2 separate regions of the Columba livia genome follow, and region 2 is linked to region 1. A link is a contact called in public Hi-C data. All regions are on one chromosome and are shown on one strand. Each heading gives the region's core, a stretch centred on a gene start, on an enhancer-like site or on the middle of the called end of the contact. The rest is flanking DNA. Distances are from core to core; before and after follow the strand shown. Region 1 holds the start of RAP1GAP2 (RAP1 GTPase activating protein 2). Region 2 has its middle 10 kb from the start of PAFAH1B1.

Region 1 (7,314 bases), core at 2,622-5,121:
CCACCCCCCCGGCTGACTTAGGCACGAGAACTCTGCCATCTCCTATCTGGAGAGGCCACGGATGAAGCCGTTAAAATAACGAAACAGAACAGCAAAAGCTCAGAAAGGATGGAGAGAAACAGACAATTCTACCACTGCAGACGTCTTTGTTTCCCAGGAATCAGGGAGGGCGAGAGGCTGGAAGACAAGGAGTAATTAGCTCTGGCTGAATTATTGATGAGAGCGCTGGCACAAGCGGGAAGGAGGGTTGGTGGCGGGCGGGGGCCGGGGAGCGAGGCTGGCTGAAGGGGAGGGTGACACTGGGTGACACTGGCACCACAGGGCCATGGGCGGGGGGCTGGTGGCTGTGTTTTGAAAGTGGTCTCACATGCCCCCATTGCCTCTTTCCCCTGGCCCACTGGCACCTGAGAGAAATGAAGAACCACTTTCACATCGTAATGATCAAAACACTTTTGTGGGCACAGAATATGGGAGGAAAAGGCAGAGCCATCTTGCTGGCTAATGCCGGGTTTCCCTTGCCTTACACCAGGAACCCCGTGGGGCAGTGACCGCTGCAGCCCAACCCCTGCAAGGGGCAGAACAAGCAGCCGGGAGGGCGCTGAGCCGCCGGGGCTAATCCTGCTTCCGAAGCATGCCCTGAGCATGGCACGCCGGCAAAGGGAGGGCTTTAGTGCTGGATTATCAACACAGACTCCTGTTTTATCACCTGCTTGGCCAGCTGATGCCCGGGAAAAACATCACTCTGGTTCTTCAGAGTTGCAGCTGGAGGAAGCTGCTGGCACCCACCGGCAGAGGAGCGACTCAAGAGGCTTTGTGCCACATTGGACCACGTAGCATGGTCCCGGCAGGGGCTGGTGGCACCTGGCCAGGGGTGCAAGCAGGGGGATGGAAGGGATGGAGATCCCCTGATCCCGCACCGGCAGGATCCCTTGGCTCGATGCTCGCCTCCCCCGCGTCCTGCTGAGCCCCAGCGCCAGCTCCCGTGTGGGCCCGGCCCCGGGTGCCCGCAGGGGCTCGGTGGGCTCGCGGCTCCCCGCGCCGTGGCCGCCCCAGCGCTCACCTGAGCAGTGCTTCTGCAGGCGCAGGATCTCCAGGTGCAGGTCATGGAGCAGCTCCATCTGCTCCTTCTTCAGGAAAGCGATGTGCCGCTGCACGCTCTGGATCTGGTGCTCCAGGGACACGGTCTCCATCGCAACCAAATTCACAGTCCAGGCCTGTGGGGAGCGGAGATGGCTGGTGATCAGATGCACGGCAGCTCAGCGGGCGGGCGAGCCCGGTCCTCGAAGCCTGGCGAGGGGCAGAGGGGGGACTGCTCTCATCTGCCCTTTCCAGGGGCCGTGGCTGTGCGTGATGCAGCTGCACTCAGCAGGTCCCCAGGGAACGGTCCCCAAGCTGCCCCACTGGCCCAGTGCCTCTTGGGACTGGCTCTCGTCCTGCTGCGCTCAGGCTGGAGGCTCATGGGCTGCAGGAGCAGAAAATGCTGCCGCACGGACCCTGACATCAGGATGGCTTGTTTCTATTTTGGATTTGGCCCTAGGACATGTTTTATCGCCAAGCAGGATCGCATCTGGGGCAGGATTGCTCCTGCAGTCCCCAGGTGGGAGTTGCACCAGAGACGATTTTGGCTCTCGCCTGACAAGCCGCATGTTACGAAGCAGTAACTGCAGTGAGAGATCTAACACATGAAAAATACAATATGCTCCGTCTAACCCAATCAGCGTTACATGGCAAGGAGAATCGTGTTGTCTTCCAGAAGAAGAAACATTTTCCCCAGTAATCTGGCCAGCGCAGCAGAGCTGCCGCGAGTCCCGCGCCGGGCAGTGCAGCGCACGTCGGGGTCCCTCACCACGTGAGGCTCCGGCAGAGCAGCGGCGCGAACTGCCCGCCGTGCCAGTGCAACAGGGGAAAAATAACCCTCTGAAAGGACCCGTAATCCTGGGAAATACCATTTCCTGCCAACATGGAATCCATCCTGACTCCCCGCCCGCAGCGCAGGAGGAGGGGCAGCCTCAGCAAACCGCGGTGCCAGCGGGGTGACACCGCACCGGCCAGCAGCGGACACTGTGTGCACTGTCCTGTCCCCGGGGAGCTGCTGCCGTTCCCCCCTTCATTCACAGCTGACTTCAGGTTTCTTTCCATAGAAACTTCAACATGAAGCGAGCACTCTGGCTCACGTCCATGGCACGCACAGCTGGGGAACGCAGCACATTTCAAGACAATTCCTGCAACCTAAATCGAATCAAAGTGCATTTAAGCTCGATTCCACTGTAAGCAATCTTGGCAGTGCCGTGAGTTCAGAGCTTTCCTCTTGCCAAAGCCTCTCCAGATTCATGAAATCCTTAAACTGGGTCTCCTGTTCCATGAGAGGGAGGGGAATTTGTTAAGGGGGGGTAGTTCACTTGTGCCGGTTTCCCGGCACCTGCTGCAGGCTGGAGACACGAACCGCCGCCAGCACGGCCCGTCCTGCCGCCAGCCGCGGGGCTGCAACGCCGGGCCCAGCCGAGCAGCCTCCTGGTGGGAGCCGTGGCACCTCGTTCGGGAACGGCGGAAAGTAGGTTGGACAAAGCCCGGGGGACACATCGTGCTATTTTCAAGCACTTTGTTCTGTCTAGTTGAAACGTCTTTAATAGAAATGGCTGCAAATTTTCCATTGAACTTTCCCTCCTGCCTTTAAGTGGGAAATTACCCTTTTTTACCAATGAAAATGTTTCTCTTTAAAAAGAAATTGTTGATTAAATATCAAGCTGTAAAGAAAGCCAAAGAAAAACAATTCTGGAATTGAGAGCTGTTTGTCATCTCTGATTTGGAAGGTAAAAAGCCTGCATAATTTACGTGACTGTTTTCAGCATTGCTATGAGAAATCCCTAGCGGGTTTGGCTGAGCTGTGTCTGTTCACCCTGACTTTCAGCCATTCCCTTGAGAAACAGCTCTCGGCTCCCGGCAGGAACAGCAGCACTGTTTTCACCGTGCGACTGCAGCCTCTGGGACAGGGCACATGGGGTCCCGATCCCAGCCGGCTGGTCCAGCGCTCGCAGACCTCAGTGAGATTCACAATTCCATGCCAACTTACCAGAACTCGGTTTACAAATCAAAAAGACCGAAGCAACTTCTTGCAGTAGCTACAATGATTTAGCTGCAAGTCTGCTAAGAGCTGCTTTCCATCGCACAGACAGGTTGTTTGAGAATTTGCTTCCAGGGCAAAACTATACTGAAGGCTGTTGTTTCACGCCAATCAGAATCCCAAAACTTCGACCCAAGGGAAAACCTCTGCTCTGATGGTGCATTTGAAAGGCAGATATGGCACATACACATACTCAGCACAACAACTGTCAAACCAAGATCACTTAATCATTTTTCCCCATTAAATGGCAAATCAACCAGGAGTCAGAGGGCGAAAACCAGGTCCGCCAAAACAGGTCGATAATTTATCCTGTTGTGGTTGCCAGCAAACCCCTCTCCATCACATTAAAACATATGCAGAAATAAACACTGATACGTATTAGAAATCTATACTGCTTAGTATTTACGACCTCAAAGAACACAAACGCAAATTAGCAACAATGCCACAGAGCTAGTATGGCTTTAAACGTCAGGAAAACAAGGCAGCAGGAAGCTGAGAAACTTGCAGAAGGTCACAGAGGTAGCAGCAATGCCAGGAATAGAAACTAGAGGTGAAATCCTGGCCTTGTGAAAGTCAGTGGGAAACCTTCCTTGATCTCAGCAGAGGCAGAATTACACTTGGAATCCTATTTGTTATTCACTATCTATCAGTATCTATCTAAAGATAAAATCAATACAAGCGATGGTTATAAATTATTGTGTTTTCTCGCAACTCTCTAAACACCGCTGCGTGACTAACGGCCAAAGCTGAAGCTTGTGATTCAGTTGCAGATGCTGAAAGCAAGGCCGTGTTTTCTCCTGCTGGCTCTGGGGGAATTAACTATGGATTCAGCTCGCTGCCAGGAGCAGAATCTGGCCAACCGTCAACGCTTCGAATCAATCATCACATTAGGTGGGTGATCCCCCCCGTGCCATCCTGCACTTCGGGAATTTCGGAGCGACGCTTTCTGATCCCCAGCGGAGTCCTGCTACGGACACTGAACCGCGCGGCTGCCGGAGCTGAACCCGCTGTGCTCGGAGCTGCCTCCGCAGCGGGTGGGGAACCGGCGGCGGGTCTGGCGGGGCGAAGCAACTTCTAGAACAGGCACAAGCGGGGCTGGAGGCAACTTCTGGAGGGACGGTCCCCACGCCGCGCGTTGACCCTGCCCGGGCCGCTCCCCGCCCGCGGCCCCCGGCTCCCGCGCCCGCATCCCCGCAGCGGCTCCGCGCCGCCGCCGCCCGCCGGGGCCGCTCTCCCCGCCCGGGGCCGACCCCCCGCGCCCAGCCCCGGTCCCTTACCTGGGGGGAACGGCGGGGCCCCGCCGGCCGCCCGCTGGGCGTCATGGGGCGGCGGGGCCGGGGCCGGGGCCGGGCTCCCGCGCTGCCCGCGCTGCCTGCGGCGGCCCCGCCTCGCCCGGCCCGGCCCCGCCGCCAGCCGCGCCGTAAACAGGCGGCAACGTGACCGGAACTGGGGAGCTCCGCCGGGGCGAGGGCGGGGAGCCGGGCCGCGCCGGGAACCGAGGCGGGGGCTCGGGGCGCCGACCCCAGCGCCGGGAACATCCCCTCGCAGCCGGGCCGGGGCTCCGCTCCCCGGGGGGGACGCACTGAGGCCGGGGCTCCGCTCCCCGGGACCCCGCACAGGACCGGGCTCCGCTCCCGGGACGCCCCGCGGCCGCCGGCGGTGCCGCTCCCCGCCGCTGTCCGCGGTGCTGAAGCCGGCGCGTCCCGGAGCCGCCCCCAGCGCAGCCCCGGGGCTGCGGGCGCCAGCGGCAGCGGCCGCGGGCTCGGGGCGGCTGGGAACCCCCAGCGTTCGCGTGTCCTGCGGGGTTTTTAGCGTCAAGGCGACTGAAGGGGGGAATGGAAGTGAGATGTGGGGTGGTCCCCACTCCAGCCGGGAAATCGGTGGGGAGCGCGAGTCAAAAAAGAGCTTCCCAGAAGCTGTGGTCAGAGAGATGGTGAGAAAAGGTGTTTTACTTATGTGGTTACTAATTCTTCATACCCTTTTGTTGTGATATGCAGACCAGCTGGGCTCCACTTTCAAAGATGACTAAATTCATTGTGCCTCTTTTACAGCAGGGGAAGCTCAGATGCAGTGGCCTGTTCCATGTCGCATGGCAGTGAAGGCGCAGAGAAATGGTAGCGTCCTCCCCGTCAGCTGACAGTCTGCTGATTCCCATTCCCTTATTCCCAAATCTGCCACAGAGAGTGCAGTGTTCCTGGTCTGATGCTCAACCAGATTGTGCTGCCATCCTCACATTACAACGGCCACTGTTCTGCGTACTCAGCCTTCAGTGCACTAACAGCATGTGAAGATGTTATAGGGCAGCCCACAGGGTATGGTTTATGGCATCATTTCGTCATCCCACACGTCCTTTCTTCCCCTTGGGTGTTTCAAACCTCTGACCGAGTGCCTGTGCTACACAAAGCAGTCGAGGTTATCCTGTGCTCACTCCTGTGTGGGCCTCCTCTCAACTTGCTTTCTCTGAGAAAAAGAGATCTTCCTGCAATGACAAGTTGTTAAGAGGCGAAGGATTTCTGTGTGAAGAAGGACAGTGCAGACATTCGTACTCAGATAAATGTTGTCTCATCAGGAGCTGCTTATAACCATCAGGCCAGCTCTTGCCAAGGTGTCTTTTGCCCCTCTCTTTGCAGTTTGCTATGTTTAGGGGTGTGTGTGCTGTTTTAATGTCTCACTGTATCTTTCCCTAACTTGTGTGCTAACTTGAGTAGCAGTGAATTACAGATAGGGGGGTTGGAGAAAGAGGGAGGAGTGATTTCTGAGTGCATCATGTTTCACCAGGTTTGTACAATTTTCATTGATTTTCCAGTGAATAAAAGACAAGCCTCCAAACAACCAAGGTCAGGCATTTGGGGAAAGCTGCCTCTGTGAACGAGGTCATGGCTCGGGGACACAGCCGTGCGGGGGAGGCAGCAGGCACAGCGCATCCTCTGACCCAGCGGGGCACGGCGCATCCTCTGGGCTTGCTGGCAGCTTGGATTCAGCCACAGTGCACACAGACTGTCAACATTTCCCATCACCTCTCTTGCTTGTGCTCACCATTCCACAGTGAGCTGGTTTGTGTGGCAGCTTTTTGATCTGAGAGAGCTGCTCTCAGGTTTCTGACTACGACATGGCCTAGCAGCCCCCCAGCTAATGCCTCCTGCAACCACACTGTCCTGCGCTGCAGTTACGCTGCGACTCGCTCCCTGCTCCCACTTTGTTCTGAGAGACAGAAACGGCCTCTCCGATGGGTCTGAGGTGGTTTCTAATCAACACAATGAGTCAAAATTGGCAGGAATGCCTGTTTCAGCCTCAGGAGGAGTTGTGGGGTCCCTGCTGCCAGCCCAGGTGTGTGACAGAGCTCCGCAGGCTGTCGGGCAGAGCCGGGCTGCTCCTGGCCTGCTGGGCACCAGCTGGGAGACGCAGCTGCAGCGCTGCCCGGAGAGGTGCTGGCAGCACCGCTGGCCGGGCCCGTGGGTGGCAGCGGGGCTGGGGGAGCAGCTGCGCAGGGACTCCCCGAGCCCGGGTTTGGCTGCAGAGTCGTGGCTCTGTCCCCCGGCAGCCGCCCTGGAGAGAGGACGCTGGAGGTGGCAGAGCTGCCGGTGCTGCAGCGCCGTGTGGCAGGCGGCAGCTCCGCCGGGCGGGGCCGGCGCTGCCCGCAGCTCCGAACCGACACTGGCCTCTAGCGGCAGCGGCACCGGCAGCGGTGCGGAAAGCGGCGTGGGAAGCTGCAGCGGTGCGGGAAGTGGTGCCGGAAGCGGTGCGGGAAGCGGCAGCGGTGCGGGAAGCAGTGCGAGCAGCGGCGCAGGCTGCCCACGGGTCTGTCTGTGGTGACACACCTTGTGATGGGTGACACCAGTTCCCATCAGAGGTGACAACCAATACGGAGGTAATCCGGCCACTTCCCAAGAGCAGCGCCTGTCTCAGCGTGCACCAAAGTTAAACCCGTGTCCTGTGCCCGGCGGGGCCAGCTGTATGGAGTGCTTTAGAGCACTGCTTTCCCCTCCACACCCCAAGTTATTTATTAGGGGATTTTTTGCATTATTTTAAAAATGAGTTTAACTTTGCCTCAAATATTATTTTGCAACCTAATTGAAAAGTAATGTGTGTATGTCTTCTAATTACTTTGAAGAACCTAATAAGAAGCTCCTTAAAGTGATGGAGGACTAAAAGCTAGAGGGTTTTGATAAATTTAACATTAGCTTAACATTTCC
Region 2 (7,314 bases), core at 2,242-4,741, 78 kb before region 1:
CACGCGTGCGGGTCACCGGCAGCTCCTAAAAGAACATGAAGGACACCACCACGTGGGACTGACACCGCCAGGAGTCAAAACTAATTTACCAGGTGCTTCTTGGAACTGCGACCAGGGCTGGAAACATTTACAAGTCTGACAGCGCAATCAGTTCTGCTCAACAGACACCGTGAAACCATTTTCAGGATGCAGCAGGACAGTCTTACCCGGGGTTTTCAGCCAGTAGACACCGTATTTCCCGCTGCTCTGAGGCTCAATGCCATTGAGAACATAATAAATCTATTTTTATCTTTAATCATTCATTTTGAAGTACTGACAGGCACATTAGGCACTCGATCTGAAATTATTTCTGTTCACGCTGGGAGCCACCATTAATTCTATCAAGCTCTTTGTATGCTTAATATCAGAAGGCTTCTTCCAGGAGATGTTAGGAGTTTTGTGCGAGGTTCCTCTGAAATGTCTCGCTCGGTTCCCAGAACACAGTTCTGCCACGGCAAGCGGCATCCTAGAGCTATGAATGGCACGTCATTAACATCTCCCTTAACCTGCCAACTGCTGCAGGAAACAAAACACAAAGCCGCCAGCTTTGCTCTTGTCCGAAGTGCTTATGTACTTAGTAAGACTCATTTAGAGAGGTAAAAGGAGATTTTAAACCAGGTGTCATGTCCAAAGCTCCCACCAGAGAACACGCTGCAATTCCTCCTGCACACGCTGTGTGATCACACCGCCGGCTGCAGCGGAACAAGCATGGAGATGGCAAGGCTTGGGCAAGGCTTGGGCAAGGCTTGGGCAAGGTTTGGCAAGGTTTGGACAAGGTTTGGCAAGGCTTGGGCAAGTTTTGGGCAAGGTTTGGCAAGGTTTGGACAAGGTTTGGCAAGGCTTGGGCCACCACAGAAGTCTTGAAGGTGGCATATTACATGTGTTCACAAAAGCTCCATCTGCTGCAGACGGACAGAACGTGCGGCTCCGGCCGCTCCGCTGAAACGCTGCTGCTCCTGTGGCCGGGCTGAGCAGCCACTGGATGTCACTATTCCTCTGAATACATCCACCCAAACAGCATTTGTGTGGCACCAGAACATTTGTAAAGATGGGATGAATCTGTGCACACTAATGAATGAAATGAGGATCGGGTCCGTTTTCCCGATGGTCTGTACTTCTGCACATCTATTTCCTACTGTAATATCCACAGCGTGATTCTTCAGCACTTCTTCACCCTGAAATACAAACCCACTGAACTATCCACTTTTCGTGCTATGAAACCGTTTTACCAGCAGCTCTTTTTCTCAAAGAACAAGAACCTTTAAGAACAGCGCCCGTCAAAGGGACTCCAGCCGGGGCAGGAGACCCAGGTCACCTTCCGGCCTCACGGTGCTGATGCACCGGGTGGCGATACAGCAGGTGCCAATACATCGGGTACAATACAGGGGGTGCCGATACAGTGGGTGCCGATACACCAGGTGCTGATACAGTGGGTGCTGATACAGGGGTTGCTGATACAGGGGTTGCTGATACAGTGGATGCCAATACACCAGGTGCCAATACAGCGGGTGCCGATGCAGCGGGTGCTGGCCGTGTGTGCCCTGCTGTGCACAGCTGCTAATTGCAATTAGTGCTCCTCGTGCTGCGGAACAGCTGAGCGTCGCTCGGTCTCTGGCAGCAGCTCCGCGCCGGCGGATGGCGGCGCGGCCCGGCCCGGCCAGGTGTGCGCAGCATCGCTGAGCGCCGCGGGAGCCCAGCGTGACAGAGCTGTGTCCGCACAACAAGGGTGAGAAGAAAAGTGTTTGAGGAAAAGATATTAGAAGCAATTCTGTTAAAAAGGATGGGCAATTTGGTTTACAATTATTTTGAAATAATGATTTAAAATAATTAGATTGCTCTGAACCAATACTGTAACTTTAACACAGGTATAATCACTGAAAATGACATTAAGATCTTGTCTGCAGGCAAATTGCATTGCTCTGATTATAATGGGATTGCTAAAGCTGAGCAAATCCTCAGCTCCAGATCCAGGCGACACGGCAGGAAAGGGGAAGAAGCTCTGCCGGAACACCTGAAAGCGCTGGGCGGGCACCGACACGGGCACCGACACGGGCACCGACACGGGCACCGACACGGGCACCGACGCCGGCGCCGCGCCTGGAGCGGCGGGCAGGCCAGCGGTGAGCGCCACGCGGGAGCGCTTCGCCCCGCACGCCCTCCCCCAGAATCAGTCCAGACAAAGCCCTTACAAAAGGCTCTGGCCACGGAGACCCATGGCAAAACTTGCACTAACATTAGTGCAAACAAAGTGAGTTCAAATCGGTAACTACTCGCACCAGGTTCCGTCCCAAAACCTGAAAACTAGAAATGAGAAGAACGACTGCCCTAAATATTCAGGAATTACCTAGTGAGTGTCAGTGAATCTATTTTTGAGTGGTTAACCACGGACTTCACAAAGAAACCTGATCACTAGAGAGAAAACTTTAGCGAGGCAGCACCTTTTAATGTATTTCAGTTTGAGGCATATAGAACTGCTAATCACTTCAGTGAAAAACTGGGTCAGAGTTGGCCCCATCTTCCCCAAAGTGCTGTAAAACTACATTTAACTGGATATATATATTTATATATAATTTTGTATTCTACTTAGCAGACACGGCAAGGTATGGCAAGCACTGAAACCATGTGGATGGTATTCACTGAAGGCCAACAATAAAAACACCAACCACAAGCCATTTTGCTAAGTCCACTTTCAGCCCCGTTCTCAATAGATTAAAAAATCTATATTAACTAGTGAGCCAAAATCTCCCTAGAATTGCTCATGCAATGGGCAGAGACAGAGATATTTTAACCTGGTAATTAACAGACGTAAGATGCAATATGGATGTAAACAAACACATTCAGATGTTATTTACGGCTGCACACATCTGTAAATAAGACAATAGGGATAAGCAAATGTGTATTATTTTCCACCAATATTTCCAAACTCCTCCTTGTATTTCTACCATACGCTCACATGTGAAGTCTTCAACAAGCAATGTCAGCACCGCGTGCCTCTGGTGGACGACGTCCCCGGTACGGGTAACCGGGAGCGGTGGATCACGGCTGTTTGTGCTCGCCGGACGTGCGGCCCTGGATCTGACCTGCGCTCTTCTGTTTCTTACGAACCAGCCTGCTAAGGTTCCATTTTCGATGCTTTTATTCAATAATGCCTAAAGATGGCATGCTCACTAAACAATCTTGTAGAAACAATGTAAGATAAGACATAAAAGGTGTATTCGATTCCCCAGTCCGTGTCTCCAAATGCAACAACAATAAATGCAAAGCACTGTGGGGTCTGTCACCAGCAGCACTGCAGCTCGTCCAGCCTGCCTTGCCTGAGCCTTGGCCGGATCTGCTCTGAAAAGGCGGGAGCCGGGCGGGGTGGATGGGGCTCGAGTGCGCTGGGCGGGAGCGGGAGCGGGTGCCCTCGTTGCGGGAGCGGGAGCGGGAGCGGGAGCGGGAGCGGGTGCCCTCATTGCGGGAGCGGGTGCCCTCGTTGCGGGAGCGGGAGCGGGAGCGGGTGCCCTCGTTGCGGGAGCGGGAGCGGGAGCGGGTGCCCTCATTGCGGGAGCGGGTGCCCTCGTTGTGCGCTCCACCCCACACACCACAGCTACAATGGGCTCTTTTCAGCCAACCGGGTTGCCCAGCGGCTGCTCATTCCTCGGAGTGCTGGGAGGAAACACTCACTAATATTCCCAGATAAGCACTATTAAAATGATGAGGCTCGCTGCCCTTTCAGAGCGTCGCAGGAATCATTTGACGCTATGGAAGTCGCTGTCCCTGCAGCGTGTCCCTGGGGCAGCGCTGGGGATGCCGATGGGCACGGCCGCTCCTGTCTGGGGTAAAAACCAAACCCAAACAAACACATAAAAATCAAACCAAACCAAAACAGCAACAACGAAAACCCCACCAAAATAACCACCAAGTTCTGTGGTGTCACAGGCACTTGGGGACAGGATGCGGTGATGCCCCGTGCTGGCAGCCCGCTGGACTCAACCACAGACGTGGTTCCAGGTGCGTGTTCCTTCAGCAGATTTTGAACCAGCATCTCAGAACGCGAGATTGTTGATAAACAAGCTCCAAATTACACTAATGACAAAGTGATAATAACGTTGAAGTAATTTGGGTTTGGTTCTTTCACATGTTGTTCATCAACACTCTACTATCAAACAAACAAATGTAAATACTGCCTGATGATACTGTAAAAACATCAATAGAGGTTGAAGAATTAAATAAAATAGAAAAAAATCTCTGGGGGAGGACCTATCTGGGACTTTTTTTGGAAATGTGTAAAGCTGATCACTGTTTTCTCTGCCTGCTCCTCCTCTGGCCAGGAGCTGCCTCCATCCACGCGTGTCACGGCATTCATTAACTGCCCTCGGGGAGCTGACATGGAAACATCTTTCTTCTGGTCCAAAAGGATGGAGGGATTCTAAAAGCAGTTGTGTTAGCAAGGGACAAAGTCCTTGGTTTTTATATTTTACAAAAATCTGAGGACACGACAAAGATGGTGAAGCATTTCTGGACCTGGCCAGCAAGCAAAAACATGTTTTAAGTTGCTTTTCAAAATAAATCGATTTCAGGGACTAAAATTGCTGGCTTGCTCACTGTGCCCTGGCCAGGGCTGGGGTGTCCCCAGCTGTGTGGTGGCTGTGCCGTGTCCCTCACCGGCAGCAGCTCCGGCGCGGGCCACGCTCGGTGCCGCGCCGCTCAGCCCTGACCACGCTGTCGCCAGCCCGTGTCCTGCCGCGGACCCGCAAACACCTGACCCAGCGAGGCCTCTTCTCCGCGTCCCTTCGCACTGAAGGAACAATTCCCTCCTCCTGGTCAGCCTGGAGCTGCGCAGCGGGAGCTCCGGGCGCCAGCGCTGTCTGGATCTGGCGGGTGCGAAGCCGCGGGCAGCCTGCAAGCCGCGAGTTGCCGCGCAGGGTGCAGACTGGCCGGTGCATGTCGACTGCAGAGCCGCAACACAAGGAGAGGCTGATTTAAAAACACAGACACGTAAGCAAGACAGAAACCCCACCTCCCTGTGATTGTGTGAGAGGGATCAAATGGGTAGAAATGCCACAGAGAGACACACTCCTCCCAGCGTAATTGTTACTATCACAGCTGCGGTGGAGAGAGGGGGAGGAGAGCGGATGATGCAAAGAGCTTGGCATGGTGCTCAGCGATCGCTGGACTGCAGCCTTGCGCAAGAGCCAGGAGCTGCTGGAATCCGGGCGAGGCGGCGCAGCGCTGCTGCACGCACCAGGCGCGCGGGTGCAGGGACAGGGACACGATGCAGGGACACAGGGACACGCTGCAGGGACAGCGACCCGCTGCAGGGACACAGGGACTCGCTGCAGGGACACAGGGACTCGCTGCAAGGACACAGGGACACGCTGCAGGGACAGCGAACTGCTGCAGGGACACAGGGACTCGCTGCAGGGACAGGGACTTGCTGCAGGGACACAGGGACACGCTGCAGGGACAGGGACTCACTGCAGGGACACAGGGACACACTGCAAGGACACAGGGACTCGCTGCAGGGACAGGGACTCACTGCAGGGACACAGGGACACACTGCAGGGACAGGGACTCGCTGCAGGGTGTCCAGGGCTGCAGAGACACAGGGACCTGCTGCAGGGGGACAGGGACACACTGCAGGGACAGAGACCCACTGCATGGTGTCCAGGGCTGCAGGGACAGCGTGACCCGCTGCAGCTGCATGCACTGCACAGCCCTCTGGACACGCTCCCCATCCCACCCTGTCCACACAGTTTACACAGCAGCTTTGCAATTTACTGGTTCTTAGTCACTTATTTTCAGGACTCATTACAAAGAGTAATTACATGGTCATACTGTCCCTAGCCTTAACACCATTTAGTAAAGTGGATAATTAAGCACTGTTAGCTCCACTGTGCATCTATGGAAACTGTCGAGAGGCCAACATGAGGTCACAGGGCTGCTCTGGGTCTGCTCAGGATTGTGACGCATCAGTGACCGGCCCCTCCATCCAAAACGCTGGTATCACACTGCTTTTAAGGAGTTACGCATCAGAACGGCTGTTCCCATCTTATCAGGGAGAAATCTAACACAGAGAAGTACTACACGAATTAACCAAATCAAACCTTTGAGAGCTTGAAATGAGCGCTGGTATTTTTCATTTTGTCTGTCAGGTGAGATAACCACCACCTCTTTCTGAACAACCTCTGTCCCACGCAGCTGATCGTTGCCCTGGTGTGTAACGAAGCAGCCAGATGTGACACATCTGGTACCCGGGCTGTGGAACGGAGTTTGTAACAGTGTGATTCGCAGCCTCAGCCCGCAAGCGCCTTCCCGAGCCGCCCGGTCCCCGGGGCCGCAGCCGAACCGCGGGGTATTTATAGCTCTGCTCCTATAAACTATTATCTCACCGCGGCCGGTCGGCCTGCTCCGCTCCAAAGTGTTTATGGTGCCCAGCCGCCAGCCTGAAGGTGGAACGCTCTTTTCAGCCTGGGAGAGAGGCCTGAGAGAGCTGAATTTTTAAATACTGCCCTTTTCCTGATTTTTTTAATACCTTAGTTCTTATGCAAGACACTACAAATTGATGACCTGTATTTATCCAAAACAGGTGTATAAAACTGACAAATTTTCTCTATTATGTGTGTCAACTTGATTTCTAAGGAGTGGAAAAGACTCCAAACACGTCTAGGCTCTGGTTTGCTCTGCGGCAGAGCAGCGAGGCTCCGCGGTGCCAGCCCGCGCCCAGACCCCGTCACTTCAGAGCTGTCTTAGGAAACGCATCATGGTAGCCACATAATCTTGAGAAACACTGAATTCCATACTTCCATTTAAGCCTATGGAAAATTGGTGACAGATTTAAAGGGTGGGAAAAGCAGACCCCCTAAGTAATGTGTGTGTAATAAAATAATCTTACAAAATCCACTGATGTGAAAGACCCTCTAAAGGACAATTGAGTCTATTAGATGTTGAAACAGTATGAAAAACAGTCTGAAAACTGCCCTTATATCTGAAATCCTTGATGAGGACCAAGTGGAGGATCGTTTCATGTCAAGTAATCCAGGTATAGCCAGGTGCAATCCACCTGTTCCAGACACGGGCCAGCGTCCCCGGGCTGGGTTAACACCCAGACGCCCTTCAGGGGTTCAGGAAACCGGGCAGTTTCTGGGATGGACAGACCCAGCACGCATGACGTGGCACGCTGGAGACCAGCACAGCTTTATTGCTTAAAAAAACAACCCAAAGGCTCACAAAATGCAGCTTTCTCGAGCGCAGCGAGGCAGCCGGGCCTGCGTGGGGACGGGGGGCTGTGCA

Evidence for each region. Hi-C and Micro-C count contacts between places; a contact is called where the count stands out from the background.
Region 2: a Hi-C map of liver shows a contact between it and region 1, with 3 times the contacts expected there. The contact joins the enhancer-like site here to the promoter of RAP1GAP2 in region 1. A contact is called at or near these places in 2 of 2 Hi-C or Micro-C datasets (crop and liver).

What each region holds. Positions count from the first base shown.
Region 1 is chr20:490,550-497,863 of bColLiv1.pat.W.v2, reverse strand. It overlaps RAP1GAP2 (RAP1 GTPase activating protein 2), which reads left to right and starts at 3,871. Exons shown (of 26, transcript XM_065036571.1): 1 at 3,871-4,012. It overlaps CCDC92B (coiled-coil domain containing 92B), which reads right to left and starts at 4,888. Exons shown (of 4, transcript XM_065036590.1): 1 at 4,399-4,888; 2 at 1,061-1,214. The coding sequence starts at 4,659.
Region 2 is chr20:568,193-575,506 of bColLiv1.pat.W.v2, reverse strand. No RefSeq gene overlaps it. Among named protein-coding and RNA genes, the nearest start is that of PAFAH1B1, 10 kb to the right of the region's middle. Within about 2 kb of position 3,491, at least 1 of the 3 cell types and tissues checked has an H3K27ac peak away from gene starts, as active enhancers do.